Regions from separate parts of the Sus scrofa genome. Here region 2 is linked to region 1. The links are chromatin contacts, called in public promoter capture Hi-C maps. All regions are on one chromosome and are shown on one strand. The core of a region is the stretch at or near the end of the contact, and the rest is flanking DNA. Distances in the headings are between cores, read along the strand shown. Region 1 holds the start of PAPD4 (poly(A) RNA polymerase GLD2). Region 2 holds the start of SPZ1 (spermatogenic leucine zipper protein 1).

The links. Promoter capture Hi-C pulls out the DNA fragments that hold promoters and counts their contacts.
Region 2: a contact with region 1 is called in a promoter capture Hi-C map of liver, with 4 times the contacts expected there. The contact joins the promoter of SPZ1 here to the promoter of PAPD4 in region 1. A contact is called at or near these places in 1 of 5 promoter capture datasets (liver) and 2 of 2 datasets of contacts at active chromatin or transcription factors (alveolar macrophages and skeletal muscle).

What each region holds. Positions count from the first base shown.
Region 1 is chr2:88,326,094-88,331,008 of Sscrofa11.1, forward strand. PAPD4 (poly(A) RNA polymerase GLD2) reads left to right here and starts at 2,157. Exons shown (of 16, transcript XM_003123752.6): 1 at 2,157-2,517; 2 at 2,724-2,792.
Region 2 is chr2:89,011,577-89,016,491 of Sscrofa11.1, forward strand. It overlaps SPZ1 (spermatogenic leucine zipper protein 1), which reads left to right and starts at 2,620. Exons shown (of 1, transcript XM_005661518.3): 1 at 2,620-4,915. The coding sequence starts at 3,364. The coding sequence ends at 4,485.

The DNA.
Region 1 (4,915 bases), core at 907-3,406:
GGGGGTTAAGTGCAGCAGGGGCCAACACTGTGCTAGGGTAGGAGACAATCATACAGTTTTTCTTTCTCAGTCTTAGTCAATAGTGAAATATATTGTTTGATTTTTCAATGTTAATTCAGCCTAGCATTTCTGGGATAAGCCCTCATTTGGGCATATTGTATTATCTTTTTTATACATTGTAGAACATGAATAGCTAGAATTTTGTGAAGAATTGTTGCATTTATGTTTATGAGGCTATTGGCCTGTGGTTTTCTTTTCTTGTAACATCTTGAGTTTGGGTATCAAAGTAGTGCTGACCTTCCAGAATGAACTGGGAAGTCCTTCAATTTCCTGGAGGACTTTTGTAGCATTGGAATTAAAAATAAACCATGTTACTACTAAAAAAGAAAGCCAGAGGTACTATATTAACATCAGATGGAGTACAATTAGGGCAAAAAGTATTACCAGGAAAAAAGGGGGTCATTTATAAAGTGGATCATTTCATAATGACAAAATAATTTTCATATTCAATTTAATTAAGGATAAATTCACCTAAATAATAGAATAATTCTAAATGTTATGCAACTAACAGCAAAGCTTTACAATTCATGAAGCAAGAACTGATAGAACAGCAAAATGAAGTAGAAAAATCCATAATTATAATCAGGGATTTCAGCACTCCTTTCTTAACAATTAATACAATAAGTAGACAGAAAATCAGTAAGTGTGTTCTAAATCCTTCACAGGATTTACATTTGAAGAAATATAAATCAGGCAATGTGATGTGATTGACATTTGTAGAGCATTTAACCCAACAGCTGCAGCATATACATTTATTTTAAATATACACTGAATATTTACCAAGACAGAGCAACAGAACAAGTCTCAATAAATGTAAAATAATTCAAATTTTATGAAGTATGTTCTTTGATAATAATGGGATTAAGTTAGAAATCAACAGAAATATCTTGAAAATCTGATACTTGGAGACTAAGTAACACATAAGTAAACCACAGATCAAAGAAAAAAACTATAGGGAAATTAGAAAGTATTCTGAAATTAAGTAAAATGAAAACACAACATATTAAAATCTGGGAGATGCAGCTAACACAGTACTTTGAGGGAAACTTATACCACTAAGTGCTTGTATTACAAAGAAGAAACATCTCAGATCAATGACCTCAGTTTCCAAGAAATTGGAAAATTAATTTTCAAAACTTCAAAAATAAAAAAAGCAGAAGGAGTTCCAGTCGTGGTGCAGTGGAGGCAGATCCGACTAAGAACCATGAGGTTGCGGGTTCGATCCCTGGCCTCACTCAGTGGGTTAAGGATCCAGTGTTGCCATGAGCTATGGTGTTGGTGGCAGACATGGCTGGGATCTGGCCTTGCTATGGCTCTGATGTAGGCTAGCAGCAACAGCTCTGATTAGACTCCTAGCCTGGTAACCTCCATGTGCCTCGGGTGCAGCCCTAAAAAAAAAAGAAAAAAAAAAAAAGAAAAAAAAAGCAGAAGGAAGCAAACATAATAGCAGAAATCAACACAAGAGAAAAGAAAAAGAAAGGAAATCTATGCACACAAAAGCTGACTTTGAGATCTGAAATCAGTAAATATGCCTTTTGTCAGATTGACAAGAAGAAAAGACACAAATTACAAATACCAGGAATGAGGGAATGAGATGCTATAGATTTAAAAAAGACAGTAAAGGAATATCGTTAACAGATTTCTATGAATAAATTCAACAACTTAGATATCTTCACAACTATTAAAGCTCACTCAAGAAGAAATATTAAATATTTGTTGAATTAGCGAATGTTAGTCATTAACGGGCAGGGAGCTGAGTCTGGGCTTTATAGATGAATAAGGCATGTTTATTCCCAAATAGTTCTCAGTTTATTAATGGGGAAAAAACAAGTAAAGCTTAATATTGGTTAGTGCAGAAGGGTAAGGGAAAACTTGGCCAGGAAATCTTCTCCATGGAGGAGTCAACCGGCTGAGACAGGAAAGACCGGTAAAAAATGATTATCACATTGTGAGCTTGGGCAGTGAGGTGAAGCGAAGCTCCTGGGCTGTACCATCCCTTCCCGTACTCGCGCTCGCAGCTGCCCAGCCGCCTATTCTGGCAGCTAGAATCCCGGCATCTGTGCACCTGCGCACTCGAGCAAAGAGTTCCCGGGAGCGAGCGAGCGAGGCGGCTACCGGAAGTATGACCTCTCTCTCCCTGCTCGCTGTTCCCATCCGGGGTCAGGACGGTCTTCCGGGTGTTTCCGAAGGGGCTTTCTACGCCGCTTTTTTCGGCGACTTTTTGGTCTTCCGTATCTTGCCCCCGAGCTCCCACACCCTTGTTGGCCCTGCCTTTTCTTGGGTCGCTTCTCCCCGACCGCCGAGCCCGGAATTTTGATCGCAATCCGGATCCGCAGCCGGGCCTAGCCACCCCACGCGGGCCACTACTGGCTCGGGCGGAAAGCTGGGACCGAGCGCGCCGGGCCGTCGCTGCTCCGGCCGTGAGGCTCCTGGGCGGGCGGTGCCCGTAGAACGCTTGTGAGTTAGGAGGTTTCAAAGAGGAAAGCAACCTTGTAGGCTCGGGTGGGGGGCGGGACGCCGGGAACTTTTTCTGAAACTGTACTGTTTGGCGTGGGAGGTATCCTAGTCGTATGGGCGGTCCCCAGGCTTCTATACTTTCTGAAGAATCTTAGGAACTCATTTACGTTTTTCATTCCTTTTCCTTTCTCGCACCCCGCTCTCAGTCTAGGACCGAACGAAGAAGATTGTCTTGGGACCCTGCATGGTGTTTGAAAGGGTGGTGAGGAACTAAGGTAAATATCTGGGTCAGTCCTTTAAAATTTAAGACTTCATTAAACGGTTGTGAAATTGCCTCAGTTCTTAGTTTTATGGGGAAAATGCACAGGTTAGGACGCCGTCCGATTGTTGTTTAACCCCTTTATTTTTGCCCCGTTCAGCCTTTATAGGTAGGCTCTTCATCTCTCTTTCTAGGCTAGAACAGGAGGAGTTTATGTGTCTCACAAATTCTGGATTATCCCGGATCCCTGCCTTGTTTGAGGTCTCTCAGCTCTTTGTTTAAAATAGCAGTTGTTTATTTTTATTGGTATACTAAAAGAGTGAACACGAAAGAGAAACTAAAAGTCAAGCTAAAGTGGCAACTTAACAAATGTGTGGTATATGGTTTTGTTTGGAAAGATGATTATTGAAGACCAAGTATGTGTGTTTGTAACTACAGCTATTCTTGTAAATCCCCTCATATTGTATGCTTTATTACCACAAGGCTTTTCACATGGCCTTAACAGCCAGAAGGCTCTTAATATGTACTGCTTAATAGCTAGTAATAGTAATATTACTTTGTTTTTGTGAATAGTCTCAATTTTGTCTGATCAGAAAATGCTCCATGTGGAAGAGACCATTTTCATTTAATTAAGAAATGTCCTTTGGAGTCATATGGCTTGATTATTTTTTAACACTTGAATGGAATCTAATTCTTTTTTTTTTTTTTTTTTTGGCCGAGTTAGGGCTTGTGGCAGTTTCCCCAAGCCAGGGATCAAGGGCTCTAATTCTTTTTTTTTTTTTTTTTTTTTTTTTTTTTTTTTTTTTGTCTTTTTGCCATTTCTTGGGCCGCACCCTTGACATAAGGAGTTTCCCAGGCTAGGGGTCGAATCAGAGCTGTAGACACGCCAGAGCCACAGCAACGTGGGATCCGAGCCGCGTCTGCAACCTACACCACAGCTCAGGGCAATGCCAGATCCTTAACCCACTGAGCAAGGCCAGGGATCGAACCTGCAACCTCATGGTTCCTAGTCGGATTTGTTAACCACTGTGCCACGACGGGAACTCCAAGGGCTCTAATTCTTGAAAAAAATATCTTTTTTCCTGTAGGTGATTTGACAGCGGGTCCGATGGATTTAGGAATTAGACTTTTTGCATTTTGGAAATGACTGTAGTGGTTCAAAGAAATCGGACAAAGTGACTGGATAAAGATAAATTGATTTAGCCACTACAGTTCTGATTTTAATACTAGGGCTATTCCACTTTTCAGGGAATCTTTTTTTTTTTTTTTTTTTTTTTTGCAGATTGGGGGTGGGTTGTCATTGTCTGTGGCAGGTGGGAGTTCCTGGGCCAGAGATCTCTCTGCTGCAGTGATGCTACTGATGTTGCATCTGTAACCTGCTGTGCTACAAGGGAAATCCTTTACAGGGAGTTAAAAAAAAATTTTTTTTTGTTATAGTGGATTACAATGTTCTGTCAGCTGCTGCTGTACCAGTGTCCCAGTCATTCATATATAAATATACATATATATATATATACATTCTTTTTCTCACATTATCTTCTGTCTTGTTTCATCACACATGATTGGATAGAGTTCCCTGTCCTATACAACAGGACCTCATTGCTTATCCACTCTAAATGTAATAGTTTACATCTACTAACCCTAAACTCCCAGTCCATCCCACTCCCTTCCCCTTCCCCTTGACGATCACAAGTCTATTCTCGATGTCCATGGGTTTGTTTCCTTTCTGTAGATAGGTTCATTTGTGCTGTATTTTATTTTATTTTTTTGTCTTTTGTCTTTTTTAGGGCCATACCTGCAGCATATGGAGGTTCCCAGGCTAGGGGTCCAATCTGAGCTGCAGTTGCCAGCCTACACCACAGCCACAGCAATGCGGGATCTGAGCCGCATCTGCGACCTACACCACAGCTCAGGGCAATGCCCAGATCCTTAACCCACTGAGCAAGGCCAGGGATCAAACCACCAACCTCATGGTTCCTAGTTGGATTCATTTCTGCTGTGCCACGATGGGAACTCCACGTGCTGTATTTTATATTCCGTATATAAATGATATCAATTGGTATTTGTCTTTCTCTTTATGAATTACGTCACTTAGTATAAGAATCTCCAGTTCTACTGGTGTTGCTGCAAATGGCATTT
Region 2 (4,915 bases), core at 1,370-3,869, 690 kb after region 1:
CATATGTATTTTTGTTTATATATATATGTGTGTGTGTGTGTGTATTTTGCTTTTTAGGGCTGTACCTGCAACACATGGACGTTTCCAGGCTAGGGGTGGAATTGAACTACAGCTGCTGGCCTGTGTCACAGCCACAGCAATTCAGGATCCAAGCTGTGTCTGCAACCTATACCACAGCTTACAACAAAGCCAGATCCCTGACCCACTGAGCAAGGCCAGGGATCAACTGGAATCCTTCAGGAGACTAGTGGAATGCATTTCCTCTGCACCACAAAGGGAACTCCATGATTTATGTTTCTGTTAAGGAAAACTGGTTTTAAAAAGAGAGAAAATTCTATGCAAGTTTTCTAATAGCTTTTTCTCCTTTTTGCATATTTTTAAAAAGTCACGAAGCTATATGTCACTTAGTAGTTAGCAACAGTAAGACAATCCAAATGTGTTTAACATCCACAGTTATCTACCGGGAGTATGAGTCAATAAAGAAGACCACTCTGATTATCTTTCAGCATCTACGGTAAACTCAAATTTGAGTAAAATCCACCAAAATGTTATTTGAAATGCATTATATTTTTAAGGAGGAAGGATATATTTAAATCTCCCTTTGATAAAAAGAGAATTCTCTTGGTATCTTGACAGGGTCCCTTCAAACCAGTTTCCAGAAAAATCAAAGACAAGTGTATTATCAGATTTATGTCCAAAAGCATCCAAAAACTACAAGCACAAGGAGATAGAGAATGAAGTTTCTTTCAAGTATCCACAAAATACACATGAACACTGATAATCTATTAGGCCAAAGAGAAAATATCAATTCCAAAAGTAGAAATAGGAGTTGCCATTGTGGCACAGTGGAAATGAATCTGACTAACCAAGTGGTGGCAGGTTCCATCCCTGGCCTCACTCAGTAGATTAAGGATCTGGCGTTGCCATGAGCTGTGGTGTAGGTCGCAAGCGAAGCTCAGATCCTGCATTGCTGTGGCTTGGTGTAGGCCAGCAGCTGTAGCTCTGATTTGACTCCTAGCCTGGGAAACTCCATATACCACAGGTGCAGCCCTAAAAAGCAAAAAAAAAAAAAAAAAAAAAAAAAAAAGAAAGAAAGAAATATATTTTCTGATTATAAGACATTTAAACTAAAAATTAATTTTAATTACCAAATCAGGAATAAAAACATTTCTTTGTCTTGGAGAGTTAAAAACTATCTTAAATAATAGCTTGAGTCAAAGGGAAAATATTAAAATGCTGACCAATTTGAAATGGATTTAAAGCATAAGGGCAAACGCTAGCCTCTATGGTATCATTGTGTGGGTTAGAAAAGTGTTTCTTCCTCAAGTGAAAAAAAAGACCAACATTGTTGCATCTGTGGATGGTCACAAGGCCTTGGCTCTGAGCCCAGATGGCTGCAAGATGACACTCAAGGAAACCAAAGTCAAAATGAGTTGGCTGGGAGCTGTGAAAGAAAAAAAAAAACCATAAATTTCTCTAAGGGGAAAAAAAAACCCCAATCCTGCTAGATAATGAATTTCCCCTTAAGATTGGAAGCAAACTTCTTGTTCATATATATATATATATATATATATGAACTTTTTTTTTTTTTTTTGAGGCCGCACCCCCAGCACATGGAAGTTCACAGGCTAGGGGTCAAATTGGAGCTACAGCTGCTGGCCTACACCACAGCCACAGCAATGCAGGATCTGAGCTTCATCTTGCCACCTACACCACCGCTCTCAGTAACACCAGATCCTTAACCCACTAAGTGAGGCCAGGGATTGAGCACACATCTTTATGAATCCTAATCAGGTTCGTTAACCACTGAGCCACAAAGGGAACTCTGTAAACTTTTAGTTAATGAAGTGCCTTGCTAGCAAGATTTTGAAGGCCAAGACAAAGTCTCACCTAAGGAATGTTCCCTTTGATTGAACTTAATATTCTCAAGGTCCTGATTCCTAAAGACAAAGAGAAAAGAGTGCACTAGTTTTGATATTCTTCAGTTACTTCTCTATAAACCTCTACAGGATTTACCTGTCTCAAATACTTTAGGTGAATCATGCCATTTTATTTTGTTTTAAACATTTATTTACTTATTTATGGCTACATTCTTGGCATGTGGTAGTTCCCAAGCCAGGGATGGGACCTGTGTCATGGCAGCAATCCAAGCCACTGCAGTGACAATGCCAGATCCTTAACCTGCTGCACCACAGGAGAATTCCCAAACTAGGCTACTTTAAACAAGTTCTTATGAAAAGTAATGAAAGTTATATCCCCTGATATAATCAAATAATTTCGGAGCAAACTTCCTAGGCCAAGAAAAGTCTCAGTTTGTAATTGTGTTGTTAAGAAACCATTTAGATAGTCTCTTCTCATTGCAGCAGAATATTTTTCAAGACTGATTCCTGACATTATTTCCCTAAAATCACAGAAAGGTTGCAGCACTTTTGGGGTCTATTTAATAAGAATGACTTTCTTTTGCAGGAGCAGTTCTAAAACGGGAGCAAGAAGGGTTCCAGGGAGTTCCCAGCGTGGCTCAATGGTAACAAACCTGACTAGTATCCATGATGACTCAGGCTCAATCCCTGGCCTCACTCAGTGGCTTCAGGATCCGGCATTGCCACGAGCTGTGGTGAAGGTCGCAGATCCCGAATTGCTGTGGCTGTGGTGTAGCTGTAGCTCCAATTCAACCCCTAGCCTGGCAACCTCCATATGCTGTGGGTTCAGTCCTAAAAAGGCAAAAGAAAAGGGGGAGAGAGGGTTCCAGGTGGATGAAAGAAGTCCTTACCAGGAAAGACTTCTCTTAGTCATGCACTTAGGCGGTAGAAAAATATCCCATAGTTGAGAATGGATTGTGGGTGATGAGGATGAGGGGAAAGTCACTGAATAGGATGAAAAAGAAAGTCATTGAATGAGATGAACAGAAACCTAGAAAAGGGAGGGAAAGACTGATGCAGAGATCTTTCTGGAGTGGAGAGTACCTCTAGGTTGACTTTGAATCACCAGGTGAGCGTTTAAGAGGCTTTTATTGTGACCCAAAGGAAACAGAATCTGGGGACAGGCCACAATGGTGCAGTGACAGAATAAAGACCTGGTTGCCAGGGGTCGAGAAATAAACCCCAGAAGCCTGGAGGAAGAGAGATGGAGCCCTAGCTCCTGGTCTCCTTTCCCTCCCTCCTTCCCCCTAGGTTTTCTGAGATGTAACCTTCCACCTAAACATCATCTTCCTGGTTTCAGACCTGAACTGTGGTCTCTGATGTCTGCTTGGTTCCACTTTTTTCTACCCATTTGCACAGAGGACCACCACCTTCCCTTTCTGGAATCTCTAAGGTTTTCTGCTTTGCTTGTGCCCTAGTCATCAGCCCAACTACCTCAGCTGAGATGGAAGTGCCCACTCCCTCCCAAACACTTAAGCCTCCCAATCTCAAAGCAGAGTCTTTGGACCCAAAGGTTGTCATTGCCTTATTTGAAATTGGATCACTTCCCCCTGTCTCCTGCAGTCCTCTACCTTCCCCCCCAAATAGTAACCATGAAGCAACTGAACAACGAATTGCAAGGAAATTTGATGATCTCTTAAAAGAAATTAAAGATATTGTTCAAAACATGACAAGTTATGAAGAGAAGGTCAAAGAAACAAAAGAATCTTGGGAGGAAACCAGTATCTCTGAGGATGTATCAGAACTTAAAGAAAAAATCAGAGGACTTGGTAAAATAAATGAAACACTGTTGAAAAAACTGCTTGGTAGTTTGGACCTAGAGAAAGAAAATGCAAAGAAACAGGAGATGATGTCAGAAAAGCAGAACTCCAAGGACACAGTGCAAGGTTTTGCAAAGGATTTGGTAAATTGTTCAGAGGAAAAAAGAGGCCTTTGTGAAACTCACCTAAGTAAGGAAAAAGCAAGGTACGAGCTCCCTCACGTTCAAGAAGAAAATATCAAACTGAAGAACAGCATGGAGCAGTTATTGCAGGAAGCAGACCACTGGAGCATGCAACATACAGAACTTAGTGAACTAATCAAATCCTATCAGAAATCTCAGAAAGACATAAAAACTCTTGAAAATGATGGAGCTAAGTCCCAAACTCAACCAGATAGTGAGACGTCAGCTAAGCATGAGCTGGAAGAACAAGTGAGGAAACTGAAACAAGACACATATTCATTGCATTTGATTGCAGCTTTGCTGGAGAATGAATGTCAAATCTTAGAGCAGAGAGTAGAGCTTCTCAAGGAACTCCATCATCAGAAAGAGGAACCTCTACAAGAGGAGCCAAGTCAAATAGACTGTGAGCCAAACAAGAAAGAACAGAAGCTATCAGAGGCAGAGAAGGTCAAAATATACAAGCAAAACATGCAAAGAATGGAAGGTACATTTCAAAAAGGAGACCAATTCTATAGAAGCCTAGATGCTTGTCATAAAAAGAAAGCTCGTAATAACCTGTTCAATACTCATCTTGCAAGAAGAGCTCTTATAAGAAAAAAGAGGCCAGCCAGCAGCCTAAATTAAAAAAAAATATCAAATGTAGAAGAAAAAGCAATTCTTCAAAAAACTATAGTAGCTCCAGGCATAATCAATCATCAAACCTAGGAGAGACTGTTGGTTCAACCAAGAACTACAGAGCAAGAAGATTAACACAGCATTATTCATTACCTCAGTAGGTACGTAAGTCTGGTCCTCAATGACCATTACTGTCAATTTTTTGTCATATTCATCATCTTTACAATCTGTTTCTTTAGTTATTAGATAGAGATTCTATGACATTTTAATCAAAAGTGAGAATTTGCAGGTCCAGTAAGTAATGATCTAAATAAAAAAACCACAACAAACAAAGGAAAGGTTTTCCTTCTTTATTTAATGACCTTGGGGTGAAGTTCTGGGTGGGAAAACTATGTAACCCTTTAATTATGAACCTTTAAACTCACCTTCCAAATGCACA